Linked DNA regions of Mus musculus: regions 1, 2, 4 and 5 are each linked to region 3. The links are chromatin contacts, called in public promoter capture Hi-C maps. All regions are on one chromosome and are shown on one strand. Each heading gives the region's core, a stretch centred on a gene start, on an enhancer-like site or on the middle of the called end of the contact. The rest is flanking DNA. Distances are from core to core; before and after follow the strand shown.

The links. Promoter capture Hi-C pulls out the DNA fragments that hold promoters and counts their contacts. Capture Hi-C pulls out chosen DNA fragments and counts their contacts.
Region 1: a promoter capture Hi-C map of liver shows a contact between it and region 3, with 2.5 times the contacts expected there. The contact joins the promoter of Gask1a here to the promoter of Cck in region 3. A contact is called at or near these places in 2 of 39 promoter capture datasets (cranial neural crest and frontonasal cranial neural crest) and 2 of 9 other capture datasets (adipose tissue and liver).
Region 2: a contact with region 3 is called in a promoter capture Hi-C map of liver. The contact joins the promoter of Pomgnt2 here to the promoter of Cck in region 3. A contact is called at or near these places in 1 of 15 datasets of contacts at CTCF or cohesin (embryonic stem cells), 15 of 484 Hi-C or Micro-C datasets (B cells, CD4 T cells, CD8 T cells and 6 more) and 3 of 9 other capture datasets (adipose tissue, embryonic stem cells and liver).
Region 4: a promoter capture Hi-C map of the C10 cell line shows a contact between it and region 3, with 2.5 times the contacts expected there. The contact joins the promoter of Zfp651 here to the promoter of Cck in region 3. A contact is called at or near these places in 5 of 39 promoter capture datasets (the 3T3-L1 cell line, the C10 cell line, embryonic stem cells and 2 more), 3 of 484 Hi-C or Micro-C datasets (the G1E-ER4 cell line, bone marrow-derived macrophages and nephron progenitors), 1 of 115 datasets of contacts at active chromatin or transcription factors (stem cell-derived neural progenitor cells) and 2 of 9 other capture datasets (liver and pancreatic islet).
Region 5: a promoter capture Hi-C map of embryonic stem cells shows a contact between it and region 3, with 2.0 times the contacts expected there. The contact joins the promoter of Ccdc13 here to the promoter of Cck in region 3. A contact is called at or near these places in 1 of 39 promoter capture datasets (embryonic stem cells), 1 of 15 datasets of contacts at CTCF or cohesin (large pre-B cells), 21 of 484 Hi-C or Micro-C datasets (B cells, the BV-2 cell line, the Ba/F3 cell line and 11 more), 1 of 115 datasets of contacts at active chromatin or transcription factors (bone marrow-derived dendritic cells) and 1 of 9 other capture datasets (adipose tissue).

Annotation. Positions count from the first base shown.
Region 1 is chr9:121,949,088-121,953,125 of GRCm38.p6, reverse strand. It overlaps Gask1a (golgi associated kinase 1A), which reads right to left and starts at 2,138. Exons shown (of 5, transcript NM_177743.5): 1 at 1,979-2,138.
Region 2 is chr9:121,994,672-121,999,093 of GRCm38.p6, reverse strand. Pomgnt2 (protein O-linked mannose beta 1,4-N-acetylglucosaminyltransferase 2) reads left to right here and starts at 3,068. Exons shown (of 2, transcript NM_153540.4): 1 at 3,068-3,218. It overlaps Gm39463 (a long non-coding RNA gene), which reads right to left and starts at 3,108. Exons shown (of 2, transcript XR_871388.3): 1 at 2,648-3,108.
Region 3 is chr9:121,494,435-121,498,676 of GRCm38.p6, reverse strand. Cck (cholecystokinin) reads left to right here and starts at 2,983. Exons shown (of 3, transcript NM_031161.4): 1 at 2,983-3,079; 2 at 4,145-4,242. The coding sequence starts at 4,147. The region is part of intron 1 of Gm38661 (a long non-coding RNA gene); the gene reads right to left.
Region 4 is chr9:121,757,620-121,761,642 of GRCm38.p6, reverse strand. It overlaps Zfp651 (zinc finger protein 651), which reads right to left and starts at 1,610. Exons shown (of 6, transcript NM_001166644.1): 1 at 1,418-1,610. The coding sequence starts at 1,420. It overlaps E530011L22Rik (RIKEN cDNA E530011L22 gene), which reads left to right and starts at 1,700. Exons shown (of 1, transcript NR_033503.1): 1 at 1,700-4,023.
Region 5 is chr9:121,838,026-121,842,025 of GRCm38.p6, reverse strand. Ccdc13 (coiled-coil domain containing 13) reads left to right here and starts at 2,565. Exons shown (of 16, transcript NM_028384.1): 1 at 2,565-2,615.

The DNA of each region.
Region 1 (4,038 bases), core at 889-3,388, 460 kb before region 3:
GAAGAAACACTGCACTGCCGAGGAAAGCCATCTCATGCTACACTCTCGGGCTGTCAGGACACAGGAAAGGCTATCCACAGAGCTAGCCCCGTGCATCTTCATGCCTCCCTCTCTAGTTGCCATCCACAAATACAGCTCTCTCCTCCCTAGTCCCAGCCCCTCCTTAGCTGTTAGCTAGCTCTTGGCTGATGGCATTTCTGGAAAAATCGCTCCCCAACTTGGCTCCTAAGCATAAAGCCACAAACCTGCTGCCCCAGCCAAGACTCGGGGATGTGAATTCTCTGGATGGTGGAAGAGGATGTTTGCCCATTGCAAGCAAACACCTTTCAAGCCAAACAAAAACTGCCCACAAGTAAACAGCGTGACATAGTTCCTTCCAGAGGCCACTTAAGAGAAACCCAAGTCCATGGCCAGTGGCAGAGAAGTGGACGAAAGGTGTCACCAGGTGCAGGCGGTACCATCCTTCAGCAGGGGTGGCTAGCTAGGCCTGGAAGTCAGGATGTAGGGACCTAGATGACTGCGCCATCAAAAACCCCAAGCAAGACAGCAATGGGGACATGAATAGCAGCACACTCATTTATTATTGGAACTGCTTCCAGTCTGCTTTTATGATTACGAAGGTAACTGTAAAAGACCCATTCAGAAATCTAATGGAGAGATATCATTTAGCCTTGTTCTGAAGGATAATGTAGTTTACAGAATTTTGTCCACTGAGATGGCTGAGTGGGTAAAGGCATTTACCCACCTTGCTGAGCTCGATCCCCAGAACCTACGTAGTGGAAAGAAGAGACTCCTAAAATGGCCTGAGAGCAGAGACCACTAACACCCCTCAGAGTACATGGCTGTGGGTCATAATTTTTGAATGGGAGACTTGTTCCTAAACCAGGATTCCAGCAGCACCTCAGCTCGTACCCTGCACCTCCAGCCATGCCTCCTCTCAGACACAAGAGTTCCTACTCATGTGGAGCTTTGCAGGAAACTTGTAAGGTTGTAGAGATGCCAGGAGCAAATCCAGGCCTCAGGACCGAGCCCCAGCCCTCACTGGTCAGGGCCCCCACAGTGGCACAACTGCTCCCATGTTGACCTACTTCCTGCAAAGGTCGGCTGAGTTCCTGGGCCATAGGTCAACTTCCCATGAAACACCTCTGGGGAGTTCCCATCTGCAACCCCACCCCGAAACCTGGAGAGAAAGGGACCCCTTAGGGAGTCACAGAGCAGGCAATGGCACTCCAACACACTCCACACACCCTGGTACCTGGGCTGCAGGTTTTCTGTCAGCGGCAAGAGCACATCAATGTGCCCTAAGGTTTATATCAGTACCTCAGCTAACGCCACAAGGGCAGGTTTTCACATTCTTGTTTTCCTCTCTTAGTGTCTGTGAGGTTGGAAAAGAATCAAGTCCACAGGTCCTAGACTTTATCAGTGACTCCTCAGGCATCCCCATGACCACTCTGTCCAGCAGGCAGAGGCGGTGGGGCAGTAAGACTTTAACTCAAAGGTGATACAAGGCATTTTTTTTAAAGCATCAATACACCACTTAGCCATAAGAACACCATGAAATTTACACATCTTTGAGAAGGAAGGAGGTGACTTGAAAGGGTTAGGGTTAGGGTCCTCGCCCATCGTCTGCCTTGGGTGCTCAAAGGAGTCCTTTACACTCCTACAGGCATTTTGTCTAGATAACTCTTCATCTACACGTGAGGGGTCCTTGAGGAAGACTCTCCAGTCCAGGGCACAAATGAAAGTCACTGTGACCCCATGAAAAAGCTTGAGGTATAACTGTGGCCTGGGATGCCACCTGTGCAACTCATGCGAGGCTTCAAGGCTGCCTGCCCTGGCACCCACCTGTACCCACCGCCCTGTTCAGCAGCTCCTACCATGTCCCCACGGTACTGCAGCAGGTTCCTGGGCTCAGCCTACTGGCAGACTCATCCCTGGAGCCCAGACTTTCCAGGCAGGGTTGGGATTAGGTCCACACCTTTCCCCGCCACCAGATTGCAGGGCAGGACACAACACAGGATGCTCCGCATGTGAGTCTACGTGTGAGTCTGCAGAGTCCTGTGGCACACAAGCCTCCTCCAGCCGCTGGGGACCTTTCCAGAGTTTGCACAGCCCCAGCCTAGCAGCGCAGCCCAGCCTCCCCAGTCCCCAGAAAGCACAGAAGGGGGAGGCCCCTTTCATAATAAAAGCCCTACCCACTTCTGGCCAACAGAAGCTGCCTGGAGTGAGGTCTCTGGTGCTAGGAAGGAAAGAGTCTCACTCCCGCCCCCTCCCCCCCACACACACACACTCACCATTCCCCCACCCGTACCCCCACTGGGTTCAGCGCCTGGGCTGGGCTCAGAGGAGCCCCAATCGCGCCTCTAAGGTGTTTGGGTGCAACTCATGGGGCCGCCCGGACGATGATTCCCTATACTGGCCCTCTCCTCTGCAAAACCTCAGGAAGACCAGTCTGCCACTGGCACCTCTCCAGTTTCTTTGGGCACAGTGCCCAAGGGCGGTTTGGGAGGCAAATATCCATTAACCACTGAAGGTCATTAACAATAGCAGAACCTCATTCAGGGGCCAGAGTAAGGAATCAATACTCGATACTGCTCTGGCTGTAGATAGTTTTTTTGTGTCTGCACTGGGCTTGCTATCTGTGGTGCAGGATCCTGCTGGCCTCACTGCTAACAGCTGGTGGCTGCCAAGGAGAACCTAGACTTCTGAAAAGACTGCTCCTAAGAAGTCTCATACTTGGAACTTAGAATTCTTTTTTTTTTCAATTTTTATTAGGTATTTTCTTCATTTACATTTCAAATGCTGTCCTGAAAGTCCCCTATACCCCGCCCACCCGCCCACCCACCCCCACCCCACCCCCTCTCTCCTACCCACCCACTCCTACTTCTTGGCCCTGGTGTTGCCCTGTACTGGGGCATATAAAGTTTGCAAGACCAAGGGGCCTCTCTTCCCAATGATGGCCGACCAGGCCATCTTCTGCTACATATGCAGCTAGAGACACGAGCTCTGGGGGTACTGGTTAGTCCATATTGTTGTTCCACCTATAGGGTTGCAGACCCTTTAGCTCCTGGGGTATTCTCTAGCTCCTCCATTGGGGGCCCCGTGTTCCATCCAGTAGCTGACTGTGAGCATCCACTTCTGTGTTTGTCAGGCACCTGCATAGCCTCACAAGAGACAGCTATATCAGGGTCCTTTCAGCAAAATCTTGCTGACATATGCAATGGTGTCTACGTTTGGAGGCTGATTATGGGATGGATCCCCAGGTGCGGCAGTCTCTAGATGGTCAAGTTTGGAGCTAAGATGAAAGGATGGAACTTAGAATTCTTATAGGGAGGTAGACAATGGTTGGAGGTTAGGGCAGAGTGGACAGTAGGACAGAAGCTTGGAACCAAACTGAAAATAACCTCCCGGGATTTAAACTTTTAGGGTCACCACTAGAGAAGATGAGCCACCCTCAGGCTCCCCAAGAGTCACCTTCCCCAGATGGATCAACAACTATCAGATTATTGCTGATAGGGGTCACAGGAGCACTGCAGAATGCTGTGCCAAAAGCAGTCAGCCCTGAATGCTTTCTGTACATTGTAGCATTGAATCACCACAAACAATGCCTTGGAGCAAATTTACAGGAAAGGAAACACTGTTGGGAAGTCAAAACCAGGAAGCCACTCTACAGCTTAAAGTCTCAGTCTACCTGCTAGAACGTGAAAACGTGGAGCTAATGGGAAACAGGGCTGGGCAGGGGCGCTGCTAATTGCAGTCTGAACGTAGATAGAATCCTAGAAGGGCTGGCAACCCAGGAGCTGGAAGAATAATGCCAAAAGAAGCACAGGACAGGGCAACCACCCAGTGTTCGCTCAAGTGTTTAAGAGTTGGATTTGGTTTTGAATCTCTTTGTCTCTCCACATTAGATATACAAGTGTGCCATGACCCTCTACATAAACATATGTGGATATATTTAAGGAAACATGACTTTGATGGTTAATTTTTTGGATTTATGTATGTTGTGTTATACATGTCTGCCTTTGTGTATGCTATGCA
Region 2 (4,422 bases), core at 1,819-4,318, 500 kb before region 3:
TTTAACTGAATTTAAAATCACTATGGAAACACGTTTCTGGGTGTGTCTATGAGAATGTTTCCAGAAAGATTTAACTGAAGAGGGAAGATACGCCCTCTGTGTGGGCAGCACCATCCTAAGGGCTGGGACCTGGGACTGATGAACAGAGAAAGCAAGAGGAGCAGCAGAGGTCAGCACTCTGCTCCCTGTCTGTGGATACAGTAACAGCTGCCTCACGCTTCTGCCTCCATGCCCTCCCACCGTGAGGAACTGTATCTTCAAAGTGTGAGCCAAAAGAAACCCTTTCTCCATTAAGTGACTCTGCCTAATATTTTGATGCAGCCAAGATAAAATTAACTAATACAGTCGTATAAAACTTAACTAATACAGTGCTATTCACATAAAACTAAAGACTCAAGATTTCCTCTTCATTCAGTGGGAGATTGCAGCAGCCAGCTGTGCTGCTCCATAGAGCATATGAGGCCTCTACAGATTACATGTCCCCCAGATCTGTAAATAATCTCCCAAAAGACCTTGGGTTGTTTATAAAGAAAACTTGGAGTCTCTATGGGAAGCACAACAACTGAGCAGTCTGTATATCTTCCAGGTTTTGCAAGTATTAGTCAAATTTGCTTGACCTTGGTGATTTGACTTGGATACAATGTATTCCGATCTGAACCTCCAGACAAAGGACTAAAAAAAAAATGTGAAGGCTTATATTAGTTACTTTGTATCATTATGGTCAAAGTGCCTGAGACAATGTAAGAGAATAACTATCTCAGCTCAGAGTTTCAGGGTGTTGGATCCACACTTGCTTGGCTCCATTTGCCTGGGCAAACATGGCTGTGGGAGCATGCGGCTAGCAGACAGATGGGAAGCAGAAGGGAGTGCCAGCACTCAGTTCAGTCACCCTCCTTTTATTACCTTGAGGCTTCTGGCCAACAGAACAGTGCCATTCACACATCGGAGTGTTCTCGATTCAGTCCTCTCTAGAAACACCCTCACAGACACACCCAGAAGCGTGCCTCACTAATCTCCCAGGTTATTCTAAATCCAGTCAAGTTGACAGTGTGATTTTCACAAAGCTGATAAAAACACACAATGGTAAGTGTCCCTTAGTAAAGGGGTTCCTGGAAGAAGGACTGAGTGGCTCAGTGGGTACAGGTGCTTGCTCAATAATTTCAACAAGTAGATGCCAGTCAATGTCAAAGCCATTTGAAAACAATAGACCAGAGAAAGCAGTTCTCCCTCCCTCTCTCCTTCCCTCCTTTCTTTCTCTTGCCTCTGAAACATCTTTATTTGGAAGTACTCCCTAATTTTGACAGGTCCTCCCCACAGGCTAACAAGTACACTGCCCCAAAGGCTTATTCTACCTGCCATGTATCAAACCTGTCAACAAAATCCCCTTTATGAAGGGAAGAGCCTTTTGGAGGTGTGATCTGCTTGGTGAGTAGCTGCAGCAGGCTGGATAGCTCTACTCTCACCCAGAGCCCCCTTGGAGATGAAGAGCCATGGACTCAGTTTTCAGGGCTCCTTACAGACAGGAGTCTCTCTGAGACACAGGCTCTGCCAAGCACGTGCACACTGTGACTCAGATGAAGGAAGAGCACTCTGTGAGATGGCTTATGCATGGGGAATGGTGTCAGAGGAAGCTGACCTCCTTATCTCCAGATAGCATGGCATAGTTCTTGGACATGGCTTGGACACTGTCATCAGAGCAGACCCTAGATGCAGAGTCTGTTCCTCCTCATCTTAATGAGCCCACATGTCACTAAATGTTCCTTCACACACATTGTTCTGCTCAAGCCAGCCAGGGTAGACACATTGCCTGAAACTAAGAACCCTCTGAGATAGGACAAAGGTTGAGGCCTGAAGGGCCAGGGGGCCAGTTATGTGGAGCTTCCACAGACTAGTGCAACCCTTGAGGCCAAGAAAGAGATTGTTGCTTTTTAAAACACCAAAAGCCAAATGGGGGGAGGTAGGAAAAGAGGAAGAATCCAGGCAGCACAGGTAGGGGCTGGGGGAAGCAGGAAGCCACAGGGCCTTCTTCATGGTACAGGCAAATGGTGCCCAATCCAGAAATGATCTGCCTTGTGGCCAGTGGCATTGTTCCGACTCTCTGTGTCAGTTCTTCAGTGCACTCTGTTTGATCTTCTCACAGGTATGTGTATGTGTGTGTGTGTGTGAGAGAGAGAGAGAGAGACAGACAGACAGACAGACAGACAGAGAGACAGACAGAGAGAGACAGAGAGACAGACAGAGAGAGACAGACAGAGAGACAGAGACTACTTTAGATGAGTTTGTAATAACAACCATGAGAGTGAAGCCCACTGAGGTCTGAGGTTCTGGGAAGGCTTTGTGGCCAACCGGGCCAGTTGGGTGGGGGTGGGGGAGGGGAGGAGTGAGGAGGGTCCCTTAATATATACCCCCACCCCCAGCCCAGTTCTCAAAAGGACAAGGTTCCACATGACATTTGGGTCATCGTGTCAGAAGTGTCACAATGTCCATTTCCCAAGTGAGAAATCCAGCCGTTTTGGTCAGATTCACCTGATGTCAAGTCCGAGCTCCAACACTGTCATCTGACACCCACTCATGATAACACCCCATCAGTTTGGTTGTAAAGCCAAATGGCAGTTCCCAGAAAAAGTATAAAAGAGACATAACATACCTGACAAGAAGCCTGGTAAGGGAGGAGCGATCCATTGGCTCAGGTTTGAGGGGAGACGATCCGAAGTTAACTGAGCACAGAAGCCTTCAGTAATGACCATGAACAGCTCTGTTCAGTCTTTGTGCTCATCTACAGTGAATACTTTAACTGCTGAGCCATCAATAGTCTCTTTATGAGTCTTAAAAGCATGTCAAGGTATGGATTATTTTTTCTCTAACAGATTACATATGAAGATTTCTGTATCTTGTATTTAAGTTTATCATCAGAACTCTCATAATTGGGTAAACAGAACACCAAGAAGAGCTTCTGGTCTTCCCAGGCTCGTGCATGCTGCTCGCTTGAAAACTACAATTCCCAGGATTCTGTGAGCCGAAGAGGTGATCCTGGCCGAGGTCCGAGAGGCGGGTCCCAAGGCCCGCGCACGCGCCCGGGTTCCGGAGTTTGAGCTCGCCAGCAGGGCAAGCACACTAGGAACACCTGCGACACCCTGTCGGCAGGTGGGCAGCGCGGGCATCTGTGGCGCAGCTGGGCCCCGGGCTCGGAGCGGACGGGGCACAGAGCCCGGCTTCAGGTGAGGCGCTAGGCCGGGCCGGGCCGGGCTTGGTGCCCGACCCTGGACTGCAGGGGAGGCCGGCGGGCTTGCCGGACCCAGGGCGGTAGACGCCGCCTGCAGCAGGCGCCGAGGTGGGAGGGGTGGGCCTGAACCGCCCGGCCCCCGATGGCGCACTGGACCGTTCGGCTGGAGCCTTCACTGCCTCTGACCGCGGGGACGCACATGCTCGTGCCTGGGAAAGAATGGTGCACATTTGGCACAGGTGGCGTGGAGCAAGGAGAGATGAGCAGTGGGGGCCTGGGCTGCGCCAGCTGCGTTTGAAGCGGTGCCTGGGTCGGCCTGTTGCTGACCTTTAGGCAGTTGGGGCTCCGTAGAGAACCACCCGGATGGACGGACAGTCGGAGTTAGGAGTTTGTCTGCTTGACAATGGCGGGGGGGTGGGGGTGGGGGCGGCTACTGACGGACGACCCTGATGGACTTGCCTATAGGAACCCGTTTTCTCATCGTTAGTGGGAATCCGGGGTAAAAGTTTGGGACCTTCCACCAGAATCACGCTGCAGGTTGTGAGCAGCCAGTATCCTCTGACCTTATGCCAACCAGCCCCGAGCCTGTTGGTGTAGATGGTTTTAGGCTTATGGGACATGTGAATATTAGCACAATTCATTTACCATGTGTGGACTGTTCCAGGCACTGGGAAAATCTTGGCTCCTTTACCGGCCATGTCCCCATAAGTAACTCATTCACTTTCTCTGGTCCCTTCCTTCATCCTCTGTAAGACAGAGTGAAAAAAGACCTTCTTTGAAGAATTGCTGTGAGGCTTCCATGAGGTAATGCTGGCAAAGCTTTCTGTCTGGGTTCTGAACACATCAAATGTTAGCATGCACGACCACCAACTCTATAGACAAGGTTGGAGTTCTGGTTCCGGGTCCTGTCTTTTCCACAGACTAGCTGCTCTCAGGCTTTTAGGATCAGCCGGCCCTTTCACATGAAGGATCCGAGTTCCAAGTGGTGACAGAGTTAGAAGAGAACTGGATACTTTATCCTCAGAGGTGAGAGCTGAGAGCCCCTGGGGGCCTTGGAAAGGGAGGGAGCTGGTGAGTGGATTCACCCTGGTGGAGCATCATCCTGGTGTGCTGGACTGTCAGGGCCGTCAGGGTTGGTTTGTTTGCTAAGGATGAATCCAAAGCCTCCTGCGTGCTGAGCAAACATTCTGCTACACCCG
Region 3 (4,242 bases), core at 1,734-4,233:
GAGAAGTTTCCAGAAGTTTCTAGAATGTTCCATTGCAGAACTGGGTTTTTCCATCCTTACTGGCTTAGGTTAGGCCTCTGGGGAGCAACATCGTCATTTATAGGAATAAAGCTTGAAGGAAGAGAAGTGGAGTTCCAGTGTATATGTGTGTGTGTGTGTGTGTGTGTGTGTGTGTGTGTGTGTGTAAAATTAGAGTGGGGAGAGGAACATAGAGCAAGGACATTGTCTCAAAAATCAACTGCTTCAGGGGCATTAAACTAATACAAGAGAAACGCAAGCCCCAGCCTCTCTTGCTGCTAAAGGTCATACTCAGAATTACTGTTCCTGCCGGGCATGGTGGTGCACGCCTTTAATCCCAGCACTCGGGAGGCAGAGGCAGGTAGATTTCTGAGTTCGAGGCCAGCCTGGTCTACAAAGTGAGTTCCAGGACAGCCAGGGCTATACAGAGAAAACCTGTCTCGAAAAACAAAACAAAACAAAACAAAACAAAACAAAATTACTGTTCTTGCCTCAGCTGCTTGGAGGAACCTCACTGAATCACTATGGCCATAGAATCCAGGCTCCACCTATTTTCCATCAGTCCTACCCAGAATTCCCAGGGAAGATGAAGAAACCATGGCTACAATATTTTATTAAATAAAGAGTCCATTGTGCCACCTTCTTCCAGCTTCTAACTGTCCTTGACACCTTTGGCTTCTCCTGGTGGCTTTTCTACTCTGGCCTTTGACCCTGCCTGTGGTCAGGTGCTGGACCCTTCTCCCGTTCCTTCCTCTGGCTGTCACACCTGGGAATCTGGGCAGAGATGCCTTTTCTCTTCCCTCGCTTCCCACCTTTTGAGTCTCTTCCTACAGCTTCCAGGTGGGAAGCCACCATCTACAGAAAGAGTCTTGGGTTGTACCTCCAGTGTCCCTCTGTCCAGGACTTGAGATCACAACCTTCTCTAGCTGTCCACCCATAACCTGGATTCATCCCCCACGCCCCGCCAGACACACACCAGTTGGTGTGTTTTCTTCTGAACTCCCCCTGTGGCCAATACACTCCCACCCACCCTTGTCTCTCAGCCCAGAACTTCACAGTCAGCCCCAGACACGGAGTACCTTTGGGTTTCTTGAAGAGCAAGATGCTGCTTCCATGCCTGGAAGTTTCTGCTTATGTCTACTGTTCTAGCTATTCGGATGTTCTATTGTAGGCACTTAGGACTCGTATAGTGTCTGCTACATTTCATGATAGTGAATAAATTTCACAAAAGCATATTAGGCTTCCTATAAATCTGTCCTCATTCCTCAATGGCCCTCCCATCTCCTGTCTTCCTAACCTGTCCTGGTCTCCCGTGTCTGCCCTAGGGACACCTCCATGTCACCACCAGACTCAGTGGAAATCCTTACTCCGCCCTTGGCTATTAGTGCAGATCTGAACTCAGTTCCTTGTACTTGCAGGCAAGCACTTCACTGGCTGAGCCGCCTCCCAGTTCCAGCTCCAGGCCCCCGGCTCCCAAAGGTGTTTATTTGTGTGGGTATTTATTTTGTCCAGTCTTGGTCACACCGCATCCTCAGGGGCTGGGCACAGTTCATAAATCTTGAGGCAAGCGATGGAGGGAAGGAGGCAGCTAAGCGTCCATATCTCAGCCACCGACCCAGGGAAGTCAGCGCCTGTGGATTCTGACCATATCGAACAGCCTTGTGCCCAGCTGCTTTATCCACAATTCCGGACATGCTCGATCTGTCACAGATACATTCCCACAACCTGAGCTGTCTTGTGCGGGAAATCACCCCACAGCATTTAATCTGTTGCTGTTTAAAACATGTTGCCTCTAGGTTGCAGACACCGCTAGAGCCACAACCATGAACCTAAACTCTTGGCATCACTTGCTGTTTCTCATAGTCCCCCTCAGCCGGAAGTCCCCAAACTGTGTGCCTTTTCTATTTAGAAAGAGTTTCTAACCCTTTCTCCATTCACCCTAGCTTGACAGGGTTGAGGGCATGGTTGCCCTGGCTGGTGGTGACCCCAAGTTACAAGCTAGCAGCAAGGAGGTTGCTGTGGGGCTTCCTCAGTATGTGTTCTGTGGAATGGGGTTAGAGGGATTCAGCAAATTCTAGCACCCTGGGCATAGATAATCACTTTGTTATGTGAGAACTGGGGGTTGCAGGATTGTGCGCACTACAGCAGAGAGAGCCCCCTCTCTCCTTCTTGCTTGGTAAGAGTCTTTTTCTCAGCCAAGATCCTCATCACCCAGCGAAATCCCATAACTTTAGAGGGACTAGACTGGAAAGGGTGATCTGAGCTCTTGGGAAGGTGCGAGCCCAGCCCGCATGGCTCAGCCAGCCAGAGCTTGGGAGTGCCTGAGACACTCTCTGGCGCCACTTCACGACCAAAAGCATCAGTAGATGATAGGCCCCTGGGAAGTCGTCGTGGAAAGAAATTACAAATCTTTTTCCCAGAGGCTTTTCGCAGAAAGGCAGGAGCTGCACCCGATCTTACAATTGTGTAAGAATAGAATCCAGGATGCCAACTGCAATTGAGTTCTGAAAAATTGGGAGCCCGATTTCCCTCTCTTACTTGTGAGAGCCCACTCAGGTCTGAGGTGGTCCCAGAGAACACACCAGGATTACATCTGCTGACACCCAGCCTGTGAGGGTCCCCCAGTTTCCTTGAAGGATTTGATCCCCAAAGCTCACTGAACTTGGTCAGCTTCTCCATTGCAGATAAACTCCTGTTTTTCACCGAGAGTGGAGGTGGCACCCTCCCTGAGGTGGACTCTGCACAGGCGCCGAACAGGTGGGAAGGAAGCTCTTTAGATAAAGAGTAAGACCCATGCAAAGTGCCCCCCTGGGAGGGGCTATCCTCATTCACTGGGACGCTTCCCTTCTCTCCGGAGGGCCACATCAATCGGTGGTCCCTCCAGTGGCTGCCTCTGAGCACGTGTCCTGCTGGACTGCGTCAGCACTGGGTAAACAGATGACTGGCTGCGAACCGGGAGGAGCTATTTAAGAGCAGTCACCCTCCCGCCTGCCCTCAACTTAGCTGGACTGCAGCCTTCTCCGCTGGAACTCGCCAAGCCAGCTGATTTCCCCATCCAAAGGTAAGTAGCTGGCTGATCCAACAATCTTGAGTGTGAAGAATATTGGCCTGCAGCTTTGCACCTCTTGCTGTTTAGTCTTTCCTTTTTCTGTGCCTTCCCTCCCTTGACAGCTAGAAAGATTTCCTGAAGTCAGAAATAGCCTTAAAATGCATCTGGGTGGGTACTGCTGCGGAGAGACTTGTTGTATGTTCTGTTTACAGCAAGGCTGGGAATAGCCACTCTTAGGGTTTCTCTGCTGTTCGGAGCACTTTGCAATCATTTAAAAGAAACTACCTAGAGGTTTAAAGATTTATGCCCATTTTCTAAATGCTGCATTAAAAAAATTTTAAGGCTTTGGGGAATAAAAACACATCATTATGATACAGCACCCATCTGCTCAGTTCTCAAGTGTAGCAGGGCTTTGGCCACATCTGAGGACTGGGCACAGATTTCTGGCTTTTGCTTTGTATAGTGACTTCCCGTAAAACGCAGAAGAATCTATATAAATACAGCTTCTTTTTATGGGCCCACACTTAAAACGGCGTTTCCCAGTGTCCTGACATTTTTAATGTAGTGAATAAATTTAATCTCTCACATTTCTCTCCAGAAGTATCCTCCCCGTGTTTGTCTGTCCGTTTGTCTTTCTGTGTCTCTCTCTGTCTCTCTGACTCTCTCTCTCTCTCTCTCTCTCTCTCTCTCTCTCTCTCTCACACACACACACACACACACACACACACACACACACACACACACGCTTCATTCTGCTTTTCTGGTTAGAAGAGAGATGAGCTACAAAGGCGTCCTGGAACTTCAGGAAAGCAAGAGGAAACGCTGCTTCTGATCAGGGCAGAAAAATCGGGACTCTGCGGGATTCCCAGGTCCCAGGTGTGGATAACACAAAAGCCAGGCAGAAATTATCGCGGTGGCCAGGGCGCATCTAGGAACTTCGCTTGGCTACGGTTGAGCCAGTCTGACCCGGCTGCAGCCCCCATGTTCAGCCTCAGCCGACTTCTGTGTGCGGGACTTTGGGCTGGAGCACGCTGAGGCCAGTCTTTGGTTCACTCTCCTCGCCTTTGCTTCCCATAGCCATGAAGAGCGGCGTATGTCTGTGCGTGGTGATGGCAGTCCTAGCTGCTGGCGCCCTGGCGCAGCCGGTAGTCCCTGCAGAAGCTACGGACCCCGTG
Region 4 (4,023 bases), core at 361-2,860, 260 kb before region 3:
TCCCTTGTCATTCTGCTAAAGGAGAAGCTGCGGGTGAGCCCCAAGGAGCTTCGAACCTGTGCCCTCGGCCAGCAGCCCAAGACATGCCCACTCTTTGCCCTCCGCTCCACCAACAGACGTTGCCTTCCTGAAGCTCCCTCCACCCCTCACACCCCCACCAGCCACCCATTCTTGAATCTATCCCAGAACTGCTGGGCCGTCCAGCAGGGACGTGGCACGGGGCCCCGCCCATCCCTCTCTGACTCACTCTGATTCATTTTCTGGGACCAATTCCTCTTTCTTAGAGAAACTGAGGCCCAGAGAGGCTTTACTCATGGAGCTGTGGCCATCCTGCCACTCCAGCACCCTTCCCTTCTGCCTGGTACACTTCAGACAGGCAGTTGGAGAGTCCTGGAAGTGAGGTGGGTGGAAGCATGAGGTGTGAGAACCACCTAAGCATCCAGACACAGTCACCACACCCTCTGGTCCTGCCTCCTTCCCAGTCATTGCACCTGCAGGTCCTGGTGTCTGTACTACTGGGGGGTGGACGGTGGCAGGGAAAGGCCCCCCCATGGCACCACTTATTCCAGGCTTGGGGTCCCCGTTTTTCCCTTTACAAAGCTTCCCCAGGGACCTCCTGCTTGGGCAGGGCCACTTGAGCCTGGCAGAAACCCAGGCATCCCTAAAGTCACATTGCAGCCTCCCCAGCCATGGACCAGAGATGCTGCCAGCCAGTGGCAGGGCCCCTTCCGGATCAGTGCCCACCAGCTGTGTAGCCTCTGGCCAGATGCTTCCGGCTCCTTGAAGCTGAGGAGGCTTCTCAACACCTGGGTACACCAGCTGCATCGCAGCCCTCCCCCAGAGGGACACCTGCAGAGGCCACCAAGCTTTTGCCTCCCAAAGGCCATCTGGTGAAACCCCGGCGGCAGGGGTACAGGCTCATGACTTCTGGATGCTTTCTTTGGAGAGGCCTGGGAAACAGGCTCAGAGACGGCAGGGGACCGGCCCAAGGTCACACAGGAGTTTCCACTCCAGCTGTGGGCGCCCCCCGCCTATGGAGCGATCCATCCTAGTCTCCGGCAGAGCGGCTGCAGCGCCCACGTGGCCCAAGGCCCGGGCGGGAATCCGACTCCCCCTTTTCCCCCCATTACCAGCCCCGGGGCGGCGCCGTCCGGACGCAGAGAAGCTCCCCCCTCCGCCCGTGCGCAGCAAGACCTCGGCCTTTCGCGTTTGCACCCCCCACCCCAGGAATTTCACCCCTGAGCCGCGCCGCCGCGCCGCACTCTGGGCCCTGCACACCGGACAGATAGGGTCGAGGACCCCGGGGGAGGGGCCAGGTCTTCCAGACCCTGCACCGGGTCCCAAGGGGCCGTGCGCTCTGAAAGGAGGCGCTCGCAGGTGGGCGGATAAGCGGGGGGACAGGCAGGGCCCTGCGTACCATGGTGCCGCGGCGCTGGGAGCTCACAGGGCCCCGCAGGATCGCGCTGCCCCCGAGGGCCGGGCCCGGGCCGCTCCATGAAGCGCCGCGCTGGGGGCCGCCCCTGCGCAGGGCCCCGCGACCATGGCCCCGGGGGCGCGGCCGGCCGGGCGGGCGGAGGCGCAGGGCCGCGGCAAGTCCCGGCCGAGCAGCTGCGGCCCGGGAGCCTCGGGCGCGGCGGGCGGGGGGCGCGGGGCGCCGATTGGAGCCCGCGCGTCAGCTGGGGCCGCCGTCTGGACGCTTAAAGGGCCAGGCCGCCCTGCGTGCTGGCTGGGGGCGCGGACGCGCGCCGTCTCGATGCAGCTGCCCTCGGGAGAGCCTCGGGGTCCCCGGACCGACCCGGCTGGTGACGTGGGAGCGTTTGGACCGCTCGATCCCACCCTCCCGCGCGAAGTCCCTCTCTGCCCTTCTTTGCTGGGAAGTTCGTCCGGGAGTCTAACCCGGGTGTCCTCCCGCTGCTCTGCATGGGCGGGGCCAGGGTAGGCGTGAGGTCGCTGAGCAGAGCGCGCCGCCCCCCGACCCACCTGCTCCCCTGAGCCAGGCGACTCTGATGGACCCGTACCCCAGCCGCGCTCATCTCCCGCCCCCTGTGACTCCGGCTGCTCCGACTTGGGGGTGAGTCTGGGGTCTGTAGCTGCTCCGGCCTCCCACGCGTTTTGCTCTGAGTCTCCCGAACCTACCTGGGGGCCTCTGGCTGCAGAACCTCCGAGCAACCGCCGCAACGACGGAAGCCTTTCAGATGACCTACCTGGAACAGCCGGGTGGGGGCCAGAGGCCCAGGCCCGGCCGAGGGGCCCTCCGCGCAGCCTCGGCGCTGGGAAGATGCAGCTCGGCTTGCGGAACGCTGCTCTGGCACCGGCTCCGTGGGGGCAGGGGGCTGGCTGTGCTGGCAGGAGGCTGCGAAGGAACGCTGCCAGGCCGAGCGACAGCAGGGCGGGACTACGGACTACCACCGTGGTCTCTCCTTCGGACGCCCCGCACCCCTACCCACTGTTCAGCCTAGTCACTCTCCCAACACTGCTCCAGCCGGGCCATTCCACTCCAGCCATAGCAGTCTCCTTGGGTGTGCGCCTTCCTCATGGTGTGCTGTAGCTCTTTCTCTGGAGCCAAGCAGGTGTCATCAAATAGTCGAAGGTCTGTCCCCTCAGAATGCAAGGATCTCTCACTGGACATGGGCTGACTACCCCTGAGCAAGGAAGCTGAGTAGGTGAAGAAAGGTAGGGACAGTGAGGAGAGCCCCTTCCTTCACATGCGCAGGGCATGCCCCTACCTGGGTTCCCGAATCTGAGGCTCTAGGCTGAAGCTGTGAACCTGTCAATTACCGATGATGTCTCCTACACTTCCCAAAACCCAAGTTTCTCGTCTGACCCAGTTGATTGCTGCACTGACCTGGGAGGTGGGAAGGGCAGGGCTGTCTACCTACTGGGTGGACAAGGAGAGTCCCGCAGAGAGAGAAAACATGTAGACGCTGTGCTGGGAGGTTGGAAGAAGCTGGTACTGGCCTTGGCTAAGGTAAAGGAGTGACACCCCTACCCCACCCCCTGCTGTCTCATTTGGGTTCTCTGAACTCCGACTGAGGGCAAGAGGGCACACTGGGCTTGTCACTGGCAACAGCTGCAAAAGCCAGAAGCCCCGTTGTGTTCATGGCTGCAGAACTGAGTGGTCTGGACATGGGGTACAGCCAACTGGAGGGACAAGATGGGAGCAGAGGAAGGATTCTAGGCCACAACCTCAAGTTCTGTTGGTTGGTTTAGGGGCCAGAGCACTCATTACCATGATAGAGGTGGGTGCTTTAGACCCCTAAAGCTGAGTGACTCCAGGCCAAACTTCACTTTGGAGAACAAGGAGACAACCCCAGACTGCTTGGGGTTCCTGCACTTGGCTGGGGAAACTACGCTCACCAGGTAACAGAAATGCAAGTTAGGCAGTCCAAAAAGTGGGTGGTGCAGGCTGGAAGGGGAGGGTGTACAGTACGTGGCCTCCATCTCCCTCAGTTTTGGCTGCTGAGTCCAGCACTAATGGGCCACAGCTGCACAAGGGTGGGAGCCTAATGCAAACCAGCAGGTTCCCTTTCCCACACCAAGTCCAGGGCCTTACAGGAGAGCCTCCCTGTTAACTTCCAAAAGGCTCCCAGAGACCCTAGTCCTCCACAACCTTGGGCCGTGGTACTTCTTGCGGAAGCCCCCATCCCTTTAACTCAGATGTGACCAGCAGCAGTGTCAAGGCCTACGTCCATCACTGCTGTGCAGAGACCATCGGGTCCTACATGTCTGCCCAGTAGTGGGGGTTCTAGAGGTCTTCTGAGCCCTAAGTGTTTCCAGACATAGTCTTCAGGGAGGCAGACTCCTCTTAAAGTTAGGGCAGAGACAATGGTCCTCAGAATCTGCATGTGGGCAGCAGGGATCAGGGTTAGGGCTCAGTGGACATAGGTGTAGTTCTGGCCCTTTTAAAACCCACATTCTGCCTTGGTATCTCCCAGGTGCCTCAGCCTCAGGAGTTTGGTCTTACTGCTTGTATGAGGTTTGGTATTGAAGAAGACAACACCGGGCTGCTGTAAACCACAGGGA
Region 5 (4,000 bases), core at 1,316-3,815, 340 kb before region 3:
AAAAGTTACCTGGAAAGCCATCCTGTGACGCACGCGCGTGCACAGTGTGGCGCTGGGGATAGAACCAGGGCCTCATACAAAACAGGCAAGCACTGTACTGCAGAGCTTCTCTCTGTACTTCTCCAGTCCTTAGTCTCTTAGGACAGGCAGGCTCTCTTTATGTAGCTCAGGTTGGCTTGGAACTCTGTGTAGCGCCCAGACTGGACTTGAATCTGTGGTCCTCCTACCTGTGCCTCCAAAGTGCTGGGATTGCAGTACATTCATGCCTGAAGCTTTCTAATACATACCCTAGGAGGCCAGCTGAGATTCTATATCCTCTCATGCGGTGTGCTCTCATCCTAAGGGAAGCCTGGCTTGCTTCTAGGAGCAGCACTTTTCGAGGACCTTATCAGCACATCTGGCTCCTATTCTCTCCACAGCACCCAGCTGCCTCGTGATTATGAAGTGGGTGAATGGCACATGCGCAGTGTGGAGAAGACCCTGCCGCTTTGTGGTTCTATCTACTGAATCCACTCTGCCTCTTGGCAGTCATGCAGATTTTCAGTTCTCAGCCTCGGCCCAACACATAGGCCACTGAAGACCATAAAAAAGAAAGACCTGTTGGTTTGTGCTTTCTGGTCACATAGCACATCTGGAGCATCGGGAGGAGAAAGCAGAGAGGAAGCAAGGGCCCAGGGAAACTGAGCATGCAGTGGGTGTGGAGGGAAGCGAGATGGAAAAGGATTGGTTCCCTTCAGAGTTTAAATTTACCAAACTATGCTAAAAAAGAGTTGCCCAGCTGGAGTCATGTCTGAGCAGTTAAGAATTCCTCCTCTTCCAGAGGACCCACGTCAGGAGGTTCACAACCACCAGTGACTTTGTCTTAGGGTTTTACTGCTGTGAACAGACACCACAACCAAGACAACTCTCATAAGGACACTTAATCGGGGCTGAGTAACAGATTCAGAGGTTCAATCCATTATCATCAAGGTGGGAGCATGGCAGCATCCAGGCAGGCATGGTGCAGGAGGAACTAAGAGTTCTACATCTTCATCCTCAGGCTGCATGCAGAATAATGACTTCTGAGCAGCTAGGATGAGGGTCTTAAAGCCCACACCCACAGTGACACACCTATTCCAACAAGGCTGCACCCCCTAATAGTGCCACTCCCTGGACCAAGCATATTCAAACCATCACAGACTCCAACCCTAGGGGACCCAATGCCTTCTTCTGGCCTCCATGGGCACACACACACACACACACACAAAGAGAGAGAGAGAGAAAGAAGGAGAGAGAGTTAGAGAGAGAGAAGCTTTATGAAGGAGATGCTGTGCACCTGGACACACTGTACTGTACTGCGAGGGGGTGGGCAGGTGGATGCAGGGCTGTGGGTATCCAGCCCTGTATCTTCTTCACAAGTAGTGATGTACTACTCACGTTAAGTAAATGGGAAGCAGAAAAACAGGTTTAACATAGCTGGAGACTTTCACATTATAAAGGCTAGTGAGAGCATCTGGCCTCCCTCAGCTCATTTTTCCTATGTGTTTGCCTCCCTTCAAGTCCCTGAAATACAGCAATGTCAAACTGGGAGATTTTTTTTTTAAGTATTTTCTTAAACACACACACACACACACACACACTGTTTTTTAAAATCTTCTAAAATGCAAATAAATAAATAAATTCATAAATAAGAAGACCTAAAATCCTACCATACTGATATAATTGCCTGTGTGTTGTTTCACGTCTAGGTTTTCTTAGTATGGGTGTGTGCAATTGTTTGTGTCGGTGCACATGTGCATGGGATAGACAGAGGTTGTCTTCATTATTTGTCCTCAACTGCTCTCCACCTTTTGTTTTTTGAAAAAGGGTTTTGGGGTGAACTTGAATCAGCTCCTGGACTGGACTAGACTGACTGGCGAGGGATGTGTCTTGTCATCCTGCGATGTGACCCATAAACGCTTTCAACATTCCTCTTTTAGTTCTGTGCGCTGTTTGAAAAGGAGGAAGCGTTTTGTTTTGGTTTGGTTTTGGTTTTAGCATTATTAATTTTGGCCTACTCCAATCACAATCATAACCCAACATTCTTCCCGCCTTGTTTTGTATTTCCAAAGATAATATGGTTAACTATGTTACATTTCATAAAAACCGTCCACTTTCCAAAACCCTTGGAGGCCAGTAGGATATGCATCCTACTTTTTCAAAGACACTGGAGGTCGGTTGTGCACGGTGGTGCAGCCTGTGTCATCCAGCATTCAATAAGGACAGGAGGATGAGAAGTTCAAGGTCATGCATGGCTACAGAGCGAGTTTGAGGCCAGTCTGGACTGTATGATACCCTACCTTTAAAAACAAAAACAAACAGACCCCCCAAATCCTTAAATAAAATACACTCCGGAAGAGTGGAGGCTTCGTAGGCACTTTGCATTCTCATGTCCAGCTGGTGTGTGCAGTTCTGTGGGTCTTCCCGGACCCCTCAGCACGCTCAGCTCAGACCTTTAGAGGCTCTCTCGGCCCCCGTAGACGCGCGCGACCGTGCTGGTTTCCCTGGTGACGGTTGCCAAGGCAGCACATGCCGGCGTCGGGAAGGGCGGAGGAAGTGCCCGCGGCCCTTAAGACAGACCCCGAAGCGCAGCCGCGGTAAGTGGAGGAAGGCTGAGTAGAGCGGGAGTCAAGCGAGGATCGAACCGGAGCGGATCAGGAAAAAGAACCGGGGGCTGAGCGGGGAAACTGAACCGGGAGCCGAGCGGAGCGGGAAACCGAACTAGGAACCAAGAGTGGAGCCGAGAGCGGGGAACCGAACCGGGAGCCGAGCGAGGACCGAGCCAGGGACAGAGCGGGAAACCAAACAAGGGGCCAAGTGGGGACCGGAACCGTGGCGAGAGTGAGGAACCGAATCGGAAGCCTAGAGTGGAGCCGGGAGAGGGGGATCGAACTGGGGGCCGAGCAGCGAGAAGCCAAGACTGGGAAACCAAACCATAGACCCTGCGAATGGCCTCTCCTTGGGGCCGGGCTGTTCCCACCCCTCCCTGGGCAGACTCGTGTTTTCCGCGCGAGGAGGGTTCGTGAGGCAGAGGAACGACCCAGCGACCTGCGTGGGCATGACTAGAAAGCAGGTCTTCTGCAGCTGCCACTCAGCACGTGGCTGCTGCCCTGACTTGACCCTCATTCTGGCTTGTAAAAACATACAGGATGGGGAGGTGGGATGGGCTGCGTGGGTGAGCTAGAAAGTGGCAGGCTGGTGAGAAGTGATGGGTGCTCAAGGCCCCATCCACCGTCCTGCGCACAGCTTTTCTCTTCCTTGGTCTTTTGAGTAGGGTTTCACTCTGTAGCCTGGGATGGCCTTAAAACTCACTAGAAGACCCATGCTGGTCCCAAATTGGTAATCATACTCACATTTGAAGCAGGACGGGACTGCATACCAACATCTTGTCTTAAAGAGAAAACAAAAGTTGTAAGCAATTAGGGTTATCTGTGGTTTTAAGGTAGTTTGTTGGTTACAAAGTATAGTTGTCTAAAAAAAAGGCCAAATTCTTTCATGTTTTTTTTATAAATATTCATTAAGCACCTACTGTGTCCTGTTGTAGCATGGCCATGAACAAAGTGGATGAAAATAATGATCCTGGTAGGCGTGTTGGTACATAGCCAGCATTTGAGAGACCAACACAGGAGCATTGCCAAGAGTTTGAGGCAAGCCTGGTCTACACAGCAAGTGCCAGGTCATCCGGCCAGCCCTTGCAGGACCCTGTCTCAAACAGCTAAAAATAAAGTTAAAGTGTGTGTCCTCTGGTAGTGTACGTACTAGTGGGAGGAAGCACAGTTGGTATGTAACGTGTGCTACAGGTCAGGAGCAAAGGTGAATGACCTGGGCAGGGAGATGGTGTTCTGTGAGTACAAGCAAGGGTTGGGACAGTTCATACTCACTAGCAAGTTGACTGGATTTAGAGCCATCTAGGAAACACTCCTCTGTGTGTGTGCACGAGTGCATGAGGGTGTCTCCAGAGAGGTTTAGCTGAGAAAAGAAG